Regions from separate parts of the Hordeum vulgare genome. Here all the other regions are linked to region 1. A link is a contact called in public Hi-C data. All regions are on one chromosome and are shown on one strand. The core of a region is the stretch at or near the end of the contact, and the rest is flanking DNA. Distances in the headings are between cores, read along the strand shown.

Region 1 (3,940 bases), core at 1,043-3,542:
TGTTAGCACTAGACCGCTAAAATGGGAATAATTAATAAGTAGAGTTCGCATCCTAAAAGAAGGAATTAGATTGATCATCATTCTCCTTGTCCATACTTCTTCTAGTGCCTCGACCTTTCAGAGTTAATCTGTTCAGCCTCTTTGAGGTAACTGAAACCTCCGAGCCGGCGGTGCTTTGAACATCTATTGAAGAGAATGCTCCCCTGCTGTAATTGTGTGTCTCGGCAGATCCTTGTCTTTGAAGTGGTGGCTTGTGAGTGCTAGAAGAACCACTCAGCCTTGCTTTGGCTGATTTTGTCAAGCCCATATAGCTCGGTGCACCACCTTGGCCACAGTCAGATCTCCTTTCTGATGTTCCGAAATGGTTGCCGGTCATTGGAGTAACAGAAGATGTTGACGGAGCACTCTCTTCGCATACCGCGATAACGGAAGGAGGCTTTGCTGACACCCTAGTTGTGACATTGTTCTTTCTGACCTTGACTGAGCTTGCTTCAGAAAGTTTTGAGCTGACTTCGTTCATTTCGTCCATACTCTCTGAGCAACGTGAATTGGTCTGTTCGCTGTGTGATTGCTCCATAAGGCGACTCTCCCAAGGCTTCGTTGCCATCCACCCATCCAAATAGCTCCACTGATTGTTCCTATTGGTCCCATGATTCTTAAGAGAAACGGCAGGAGAGCTAGGTCTCCCGCTGTGGTTTGAGCTCCGCTGCAAAAGCAAACACAACAGCATGTCAAGCAGGATGAAGAACTTATTCATATGCCCAGACTATTCGAGCAGGATGTTACCTGGTGAGAAAGAGCATACGCAATTGCCCTTTCTCTCTTGATTGCACCCTCGCGCCTCATGTGTATCTTTGATCTGACATCATCCACAGTTCCTTGGCTATCACACCATCCTGTCTGCAATGTGAACAATGCCATCCAAACACGCAGACATCAGCAGGATCATCAAATACTCTCTTATCGCTTGCAGCAGCATCATATGCGTATTATGTCAAAAGATAACAAGAATTGTGGAGGACTATATGCTAATTGTCCTAGTACTAGGTAATACACTGAAACAACACAAATCGGCAAGCCTGAACATGGCAAGAACAAGTTTCAAAGATGCATTATTGGTAGCATCTCCCAAGGAAGGCACACCAAACAATGCCACTGCCCAGTGCGCACTATGATGACCCATTCGGACAATCATGGTCAATAGAAAACGTTATCTCAAATCATTGCTTAAAATAAAGGGAGATAAATGTCCATATGGCCGTATCAATCCTTCATCATGAGGAGAGTAATCCTATTGCAGCAAGTCTCTGTCTAGTGAAAGTATCACATCACATTCCTTTCAGAAAAACAAAAGTAACACATCACGTCAACTGATTAAGCAGAACACCTAATTTTACTTTCTGACAGTATGGTTATCTATTTGCACAAGCAGAGGAAGCATAATGCACATATAAATATCACACGAAGTTGGAGTAGTATCTTTGAACAAAAGTATATACCTCTGCTTCCTTGACGGGATCCGCGTGGCTGCTGTGGTCGTCGAGCGTGTCCTGCGAGTCCCGGCCGTCAGCCGACAGCCGCGTGCGCCGGTCCCTCGCCCGCGCCTGCACCCTGACGAGCGCCTGCATGCACTTGACCGTGACGGCCAGCTGCTTGCGCACACGGCGGCCGCGCACCAGCGCCTGCAGCCGCACGATCCCTCGCAGCGCCCTCAGCGCCCTCCTGGCCTGCAGAAGCACCCAAAAGAAACGCGACGCTGAAGAAGCTGAAACTTTGCCGCCCGAGATCGGACCGACCGACGCGAGGAGAGGCGAGCGGCCTACCAGGAAGCCGCGGAAGGCGGTCTGGATGCGGACGGCCCCCCACTCCTGCCTGATGACGCGGAAGTCCTTGGGCGGCGCGCGCACCACGGCTGCGACGACGGAGCTGAGCGCGTCGGCGGCGGCGGAGGAGGACGTCTCGGAGACCTCCGACGCGGCGGCCCTCTGCCCGCCGGACGAGCTCCGCCACAGCCGGCTCCACTTCCGGCCCTTCCCCCCGGCGTGCTGCCTCTCCTTTTCCGCCGCCGCCGCAGGCTTGAGCCCCACCAGCGTCTTGATCCACTTCCCCGACGCGCCCATGGATCGGTCGACGCACGCTCCGCAGAGGCGATGCCAACCAAATCAGACCGGACTCTCCCTTGGGGGGGCTCTCTGGAAACTGGAGAGCGGACGAGGCGAATGGGGAACGAAACGGCCGAACGGGAGGATTTGACCCGTCGGGCGTCGTGCGCTTAATTCGGTTACGATTCACGAGGCTGGGCAGGGGGAGCCGTTCGGGCGGTTTGAAATTTGAAATGGAGGACGAGCCCGGAGCCGGGAAAGCGGGCCGGGGAGAAGTGGGGCCCACGGCGTCGGGCCCGCCCGTTGCCGCTCTCGGACGCTGGCGCGTGGTCCCTCGCCCCGGAGCGAGCGACAAAGAGGCGCGGCATTCGCGGACGGACGCTTTCTGCAGCGGCAGTGTATTTTTTGGGGCTTCGTGAAAGATGGCTCCCTCCGATTGCCTTCGCGACGAGAGGCGACGGGCGACGGGGAGGCTGCCGTGTGGGCCAGCTGGCTGGTGGCTTCGACAGGAGGTGCGTCTCGGGATCCGGACCGTTGGCGAAACGCCCGGCCCGTGGGTTCGAACTTGCGGAGGATTTTGCTTGTTGCTTTGCGAATTGCGACGGCAAGGCGCGGCGCGCGTACGGAGCTCGGAATCGTAGCCCGGACGGGGGCGTGCCGACGCGTGTGTTGTAACTTTGTTTGTTTTCGCCTCTCGTAGCCCGGACGGGGGCGTGCCGGACGGGGACGTAGCTCATAAAAATTTGTTGTGAACAAAATGATCTCGTTTTCTACTCTTACTCGGCGAATTGGAGGCTACATGACGTTCCATTTTCTACGAATTTCAATTCTTATGATATTCCTACCCTATGAATCAAAGGAGGCCTTAGTTGTTAAACAATTAAATGAGCAAAGCTTAGCAATAACAAACTAAGCATATATTCCTTTCATCCTATGAAGAGCGTACATTTAGCTTTAAAATTTATCCATAAAGAAATTTATTTCCATCTTTTTAATGTATTTTAAAGTAAAAAAAATGAGTTCACTATCATCACACGATAATCAAGACCGATAACACTTAACGCGTGGTTTGCTTAATTTTTATATGCCCTTAACTTATTGGAGCTTGGGTAATTAAAGAAGAAAGATGGTGTTTTGCACCTTTTCAATTCATTTTTTGCTACTTCACTTTCATAATTTGTCCTAAAATTTCTATATGCACATTTTTCATCGAACGAAGGAAGCATGCATTATAGACTTTAGTTGCTAAACTTTTCAACACGTCTACCACCCCATATAATAGTAAGGCTAATAAGAAAGCATGTTGCTCGTTATATCGCAATGACATATCACTTATGGGGAAATATTCAATATTTCAGTCCAATACACTGCTTGAGGACCACATGTCGCATTAGATCTCAGAGGACGGATTGCCCCTTGAAACATTTGCATCTTATCCTAGAAAGCAGCATGTTTTTGCAGAGCAAAAAACATATTGGCATGTGCCAAAAACAATTTTGCTTATGAAAGTGCATATATCTCACTTCTCACGGTAATAACATCTACAACCGGACGCCTCAAACAACCTAGCATAGGCCCGCACACGCACCCGATCAATGACCGGGTAGAAGAGAGAAGGAAAAAAGTGATCCAACCGGACCCTTCATATCATCCCAATACGTCTGGGTTGTCCGTAAACCCTCATATCATGGACAAATATAGGAAGGATATGAGGGCTCGCAGACGCGCCCGGATGCGCCCCGTCAGTGTGTCACGTAGGACGCGGCCCCACCCCGGATCACCTTTTCAATTACTATATTCATTATTTTATTTCTCTCTCTTCCTCTTCATCAATCACG
Region 2 (3,404 bases), core at 384-2,883, 150 kb after region 1:
AAAAGAGAGATGATTAGAGTAACATAGGTAGATACCGTAACATGTTAAATGCTATACTACTATGTATCATGCATGTCAACAAATGAGATCACCTATGATACTAGTTTATGATACTATGCACTATGAAGGTAGTATCATACAATAGTAACATGCATGATACTACTATATGTTACTCTCCACTATGAGCAGCCTTAGGAACGGAGGAAGTAGTACATTACTAGTGGTAACATGGTGTTTTTGCATGTCATTTAATGACCTCTAGTTCCTATTGAGACTAGAGACTTTTTAGTTGGGACTAAGAGGGTGCTTGGATCAAAGGGACTAAAACTAGTCTGACTAAAACTAGTCTCTTTGAGAGGCTAAAGTTTCAAGCACCCCTGACTAAAGAGAGACTAAAACTAGTCTAGAGACTAAAATCTTTTAGTCACAGCAACCCCTACTAAAATCTTTTAGTCCTCTCTCTCCTCATTTAATCTCTCCTCGTTTTACTCTTTCATTTAACACAACAGCGGTGCGGCTATAGCCTTCTCGAGCGGTCAAACCAACGGTGCGGCTACATCAGCGTCTTTTTCTTTCCCTTACCTGGAGCGCTCCTCTCCCATTCCTGCTCCTGGTGGCTGAGGAAGGAAGCAGCTGAATAGCCGTCCATGGCCTCCAGCGGCCGCCTTCACCTCCGTTGTTAGCCGCCGGCTCGGCCCACCGCCGCGCCTCCCCCTCCGTTGTTCTGTTGGTGGCCGAGGAACGATTCAGGTGAGAGAGGAGTCCAAGATGCATCCGCCATCGACAACGCGCACCCGATTTCTTCCATTTTTTTGCTTGTATATCCATTAATCGGATGAGAGTATTGTCTCAGATCCATGCGCCATGGACGGCGCCCCGTTTGATTTCTTGTCTCAAACGGAATCATCTGGTGCTGCGGCGGATGCCACGGACGGCGAATGTTACTTATTTTCTTGTGTATGGACAATAGTAATTTCCTTATGTATGGAAATTTTTACTTGTATGGAAAAAGAGCACTGCGAATCACCACACCAGGCGCCTCTGCATAGTGCATACCCGGCGGGTCCTTGCAGGTTTACAGCGTGTTTGTAGTAGGGCCAGCAGATTACCTGCTCCACTGTTGCTCACATTCAGTTTTTTCGTCAGTTCAGTGGCATCTACACGCGCGCCCAAGCATTTGTATTTTCTTGTGTATGAGCAACATTAGTGGCGGGAGCAAGATTCGGTCAACTGACGTGGGGGAGGAGTTGACAGTTATAGCGGTAGGATTAGGGGAGAAGGAGCATAATAAATGCTCATTAAATTGATTTTAATCTTTTTAATATTTTGGATCCAAACATGGATGAGCCTAGCAAGTTTTACTTCCTCTACTTTTAATCATGGGATTAAAACGTATTCAAGCACCCTCTGATCATTGAACTTCTGAAACAAACGGGCCTAACTACTCCTTCGACCGCACTCTGAAGTAGTTTCGGAACAAGGCTCACCAGAGATTTCTGCACGGGTAGGGGGTGCGACCCGCGAAACAAAGCAGCAGCACTCCTGCTTTCCTGGCAACCGGCGTTGATATTTAAGGTTTGGTCGCCAAGATTCTCCCGCATATTACTCATCGTCTCGTGTATTCGGCCACCGCCACTACGCCCTGCACTTCTCCCCCTCGGCCTCCAACCTCAATATTTATTTTATTTTTTGTACTATACAGTACATCTCGGAAAAAAGGAGCAAGACCAAACCGCAATCGACCCCCGTGGCCGTGGCAGGTCGTCGCCTCGGTCAAATCCGGCGGCGGCGGCGGAGTCGTGGGCCGGAAGGCCGACCTGACCTGACCGGACCGGACCGCGGCGCGCCTGACCTGCCCAGTGGGATCCTTCGGGCCGGCGCCCCAGGAGGATATTCTTCGCGCTGGGGGGTGCTTGATTTGGATGAAAGGAGCGCGCCGTCGGCATGGGTACCCCCTCGCAGGGCTCGGCTGCCGTGGCGGCGGCCCGGGTCGACCTCTGCGCGCTCGACCTCATGCCCGTCTTCGCCAAGGAGATGATTGCCGGCGGAGTCGCCGGTGCCTTCTCCAAGACCGCCATCGCGCCGCTCGAGCGCCTCAAGATATTGCTACAGGTTCGTTCTGCGCCTCCGCCCACATGGATTGCTAGAGATTTCCTTCATGGACTTTTCCTGTGTATTACGCGGCTTTAGGCATGATGATACGTCAACGTCGATATTGTTGGTCCAAAGGCGATCTTGAAGCCCGTGAATGTGATAATACGCTACTTAATACTTATCGAGAAGGGCACGCCTCTCCTAAGCCTGTGAATGTGATTGCGCGTCCCTTAAAACGAGTTCTGTGTCGATGGAACTGATGCGCAAGTGTGCTCTGTGCATCACTTCTGTTGACATAGAACATGAGTTTGTTCCGTGTCAGTGAAACTGATGTACAAGGCACACCTGGCAGTTGCAGACTGGCTGGTGTGTGGCTGTGCTAGAGGAGCCTCTACATTCTGTACCATAAGCATGCCTGGGTCTATTAACGCTGTTCCATTAAACATGAGATATGGGCATGAGAGATCTTCTCAGCACTCCGAGATCTTCTCCATGCTACTTGTGGTGCCATAAGAAGGCTATTGTTGATGTGACAGGTAGCAAGTTCCACTTCCATAGGATTGATAGTGTCTGCTTCCATTCGTCTTGTGTATGCAAGATGCCGCAGTAACTACCAGCTGCTTCATTAGTTTTGCCTTCCTAATTTGCGCGTGGTACTATTTTGGGAGGTTTAGATGTTCTCATTCAACTTATAAGTTTCTAAATCATTATGGTTGCTAACATATTCTTACCTTCTGATTCTGCTTGTAGACTAGAACAAATGAGTTCAGGTCTCTTGGAGTTCTGAAATCCTTGAATAAACTGAGAAAACATGACGGTGTCTTGGGATTTTACAAGTATGTTGCAATTCAACTCATTACTTCTGCACTATTATTATTGAAGAAGATGCAGATAATATCTTTTGCTAACCATGTTTTGGTACTACTTCAGGGGAAATGGTGCCAGTGTGTTAAGAATTGTTCCTTATGCTGCATTACATTATATGGCGTATGAGCGATACAGGTGTTGGATCTTGGGTAACTGCCCTGCACTTGGCACAGGACCAGTGGTAGATCTTTTAGCAGGCTCAGCATCAGGAGGGACTGCAGTCTTGTGCACTTATCCCTTGGACTTGGCAAGGACCAAGCTTGCATTCCAGGTATTGTACTGTGCATCTGTTGGCTGTCTTCTTTGCTCCTCTCCTTACCTTGCTTACATTTTGGCATTCTCATTACTGTGTATTCCTGTGCTTGCATATTCATACTCAACTGTAGAGCACAATCGTAGTACACAGTATCATATTGGTTTGATAAGGTAATAATTAATCATAC
Region 3 (3,599 bases), core at 606-3,105, 240 kb before region 1:
CACCTGGTGTCCACAAAGTAATAACCATGTAAGCATTGTTGGTTTGAACATTCATTATTCTGTCCATACCATGTAGTACTGTAAAACATTAGACCATTCAGATTCAGAAGGATTAAGGAAGAACGTGTAGAATCGTGTCGTGCGTACCCGGAAGAGCAATGAATGCATCGGCTTGTCGCGCCATCTCAGCTTTCCTCTCATGCATGTCGGAGACAATCTTTACTTCTCCAACACTTGCACCGGATATCTGAAAGAGGATTTTCGGTATTTCGTTAGGGCAACCAAGTACCTAAGCTATCTATATACTCCCTCCGTTCCTTAATATAAGCCTTTTTAGAGGTTCCACCAAAGAATTACATACATACAGATGTATATATACATATTTTTGAGTGTAGATTCATTCATTTTGCTCCATATATAGTCCTTTTATGGAATCCCTAAAAAGACTTGTATTCAGGAAGCGGAGGGAGTATGTATATAGTTGCAGGAACATCATTTTCAGATTTCCCCTAGCTATCACCATCCTACAAAGTTCAGAGATATTTGGACAGTAGCACTTGCACATCACCTCAATATAACATATGTATAATGGTGCAATTCAAACCCTACTGCTTGCTTACTTTTCTCACTCAACTTGTGACGACCGACCTCATGGCACAGGCAAATCGAACACTATTATTACATCCACCGAGCGGGCGACTTTATAACTCCAAGTTGTACCGCCCAAAAGTCCACCGAGCTGACGGTCCATTTTTGTGTGTATGGAAACGGGTCTGAAACGGACGGCCTGCAGTTTCAGCGCTACATATTCTAGTCCAATTCCTCAATGATCACCCCACCCATTTGTAACCCCACAAGCAAAGGTGAATCGGTCCGGACCCAACAGAAAACGGGAATCAAATGGTGAGTGGGTAACCAGTCGAGATAGATAGCACTAGTATAGGCGATCGTGGAAAGCCGCGACACCGACATGCGGGGCCAGGCGAAAGGATATGGTAGGATTGAGATGGCCCGTCCGTCAGGAACGGCTTCGGAATTCCGTAGCAAGTTTCGCTTTAGGCAGAGAGCTGAGTCGTGCTGCCACTTCACTGCGTGGCAGAAACTTCTTGCTTTCGCTCTAACGATAACGAACGGACCAATCAGGCAATCGGCAATGACGTAGGAGTAGCTAGCAATCGGCGTTTCTACGCACGAGGAGGAAGAAAGAGAGGGATTTGGTGCGCACCTCGAGGGGCATGAGTGCTCTTGGAATCACCCTGCAAAAACAATCAAACAGAGAGAGAGAGAGAGATGGTGCCGCATTAGGAAGGCTGCGGAGCACGGCTTTGTACTATATTTGGGAATAAGCAGGGGCGGCGAGGTACCCGAGGACGCGGCAGCCGCCGTCGAGAACCGTCTGCGCGATCAGGCCCATCAGCCCGATGCTGCCGCCGCCGTAGACCAGATCGACCCCCCTCGTCACCTGCAAGGCCGCGAAATCGCCACCGTGAGCGTCGAATTTCGGCGCGCGCGGGCGCGGCCTCGGCATTCGGACGCATTGGTACACACTCACCAGGCCCTGGCCGAGCTCGAGCGCGGCGTCGCCGAACACGGCGCGGTTGCCGGAGTTGCTGCCGCAGAAGACGCAGATCCTGCCGAACCTCCTCGGCGGCGAGGGCGCGGTGGTGTCGCCCATGGCTTTGGCTTGTCTCCTCGCGGGCTCGGGCGCGGGAGGATGGGGTTAAGGGGTCGTCGTGGAGGAGGAGTGGGAGGTGTTTGGGTTCGGTTCGTTCTTCTAGCCCCCGTGCCGTGTGTTATCTCTCTCTCGGATCGTATCTTGGGGAGAAGCTTCAAATGAAGGCGGCGTTAAGGAGTTCTGACGCGGCTGTCCTTTTATTATGTCGTGATTTATCTGGTGGGTCATGCGGCCCATATTGCACCAGGAGAGCCCAAGTCTCAGGCAGCTTTCTTTCCGCGGTTTGGCCCTCACAGTTTGCGTCGTATAGCAATGGCGCCCTTGTAACAAATGGCGGTGGAGTTTTATGAAAATTTGTATGAATCGGAAGGGGTCATTGGGATGGAAGAGGTGTTATCTCATATACCTTGTAAGGTTACGAGTTCAATGAATGACATGTTATCAAAGGAGATAACAGGGGAGGATGTGAAGAGTGCTCTGTTTCAAATGTTCCCTAATAAGGCACCGGGACCGGATGGTTTCCCGATCCATTTTTTTTCCAGAAGTACTAGTATTTATGCGGTGAAGAGGTGACCAAGGTTGTGAGTCGAGTTTTGAAGGGAGAAGACTCCCGTGAGGAGATCAATAGGATGTTCATTGTCATTATTCCTAAGATACAAAACCCCACTTTACTGTCTCAGTTTCGGCCTATTAGCTTGTGCAATGTGATTTTTAAAATCGCATCCAAAGTACTTGCTAACCGCGTGAAGCAGATTTTTCCGGATATTATCTCAGAGGAGCAATCGGCCTTTGTGCCCGGTCGTCTAATCACTGATAATGTTATCACTTCATACGAGTGTCTACATTTTGTGAAAAGTAACAGGAGCAAGAAGAATGGGCATTGTGATGTCAAGCTTGATATGATGAAAGCATATGATCGTGTTGAATGGGTATATTTGGAGGCCATCATGAAAAAGCTGGGCTTCTGCGAGCTGTTTGTGCGCCAGGTGATGAGAGGTGTTACTTCAGTATCGTTCTCCCTTCTATTCAATGGAATGCAAAGCAGTGAATTCAAACCCTCTAGAGGTATTCGGCAAGGGGATCCCATCTCCCCCTATCTTTTCCTACTGGCGGTTGAGGGTCTTTCATGCATGCTAAAGCAAGCAAGTTCTGAGGGGCTGTTTGAAGGTATCCAAATCGCTCCTACCGCCCAAAAGGTCAACCATCTTTTGTTTGCGAATGACTGTTTGCTTTTTAGCAAAAATACTACAGAGAATGCTTTGAAACTGAAAGAGATTCTAAGCTCGTACTGCCAAGCTTCTAGGGAGCGTATGAACCATGATAAATCGTCCATTTACTTTGGAAAGGGATGTTTGATGGCGCAGAGGCAGATAATCAAAGGAATTCTTGAAGTCCAAAAAAGAGACCATATGTGAGCGATACTTGGGGCTGCCATCTAATGTGGGACGAGCGAAGAATGGTGTGTTCTCTTATCTTAAGGACAGAGTATGGGAGAATATTCAGGGTTGGATGGAAATGTGCCTAGCTGGGAGTGACAAAGAGGTGCTTATTAAGTAAGTGGTGCAGGCTATACCCACATACTCCATGGCTCTCTTTAAGTTACCTAGGGGATTATGTCAGCATATTACCTCTTTGATACAAAAATTCTGGTGGGGTAGCAAGGCATGAGAAAGGAAAGTAGCATGGGTTTCATGGGAATCAATGTGCATGCCGAAATACAAAGGGGCCTTGGTTTTCGAGATATGGAGATTTTTAACTTGTCACTTCTTGCCAAGCAGGTATGGAGGATTCTCTGTGATCCTAATACCCTTAGTGCGAGAATACTTAAGGCGGTGTTTTTCCCTGATTCCAATATTTTGTCATCCCAAGTGGGTTCCCACCCATCACAAATCTGGCGGTCTCTCTGCGAAGGAAGGGATATTTT

What was found. A called contact is a pair of places that touch in the nucleus more often than the background predicts.
Region 2: a Hi-C map of leaf shows a contact between it and region 1, with 6 times the contacts expected there. The contact joins the promoter of LOC123444243 here to the promoter of LOC123444242 in region 1. A contact is called at or near these places in 2 of 6 Hi-C or Micro-C datasets (leaf and seedling) and 1 of 1 datasets of contacts at active chromatin or transcription factors (embryo).
Region 3: a contact with region 1 is called in a Hi-C map of seedling, with 4 times the contacts expected there. The contact joins the promoter of LOC123444241 here to the promoter of LOC123444242 in region 1. A contact is called at or near these places in 4 of 6 Hi-C or Micro-C datasets (leaf and seedling).

What each region holds. Positions count from the first base shown.
Region 1 is chr3H:457,714,537-457,718,476 of MorexV3_pseudomolecules_assembly, forward strand. LOC123444242 (protein IQ-DOMAIN 6-like) reads right to left here and starts at 2,293. Exons shown (of 3, transcript XM_045120905.1): 1 at 1,500-2,293; 2 at 787-900; 3 at 1-706. The coding sequence starts at 2,120. The coding sequence ends at 53.
Region 2 is chr3H:457,869,807-457,873,210 of MorexV3_pseudomolecules_assembly, forward strand. It overlaps LOC123444243 (mitochondrial carrier protein CoAc1-like), which reads left to right and starts at 1,634. Exons shown (of 7, transcript XM_045120907.1): 1 at 1,634-2,112; 2 at 2,845-2,930; 3 at 3,025-3,232. The coding sequence starts at 1,945.
Region 3 is chr3H:457,478,271-457,481,869 of MorexV3_pseudomolecules_assembly, forward strand. It overlaps LOC123444241 (probable cytokinin riboside 5'-monophosphate phosphoribohydrolase LOGL1), which reads right to left and starts at 1,856. Exons shown (of 7, transcript XM_045120904.1): 1 at 1,553-1,856; 2 at 1,365-1,462; 3 at 1,226-1,256; 4 at 148-247; 5 at 1-3. The coding sequence starts at 1,675.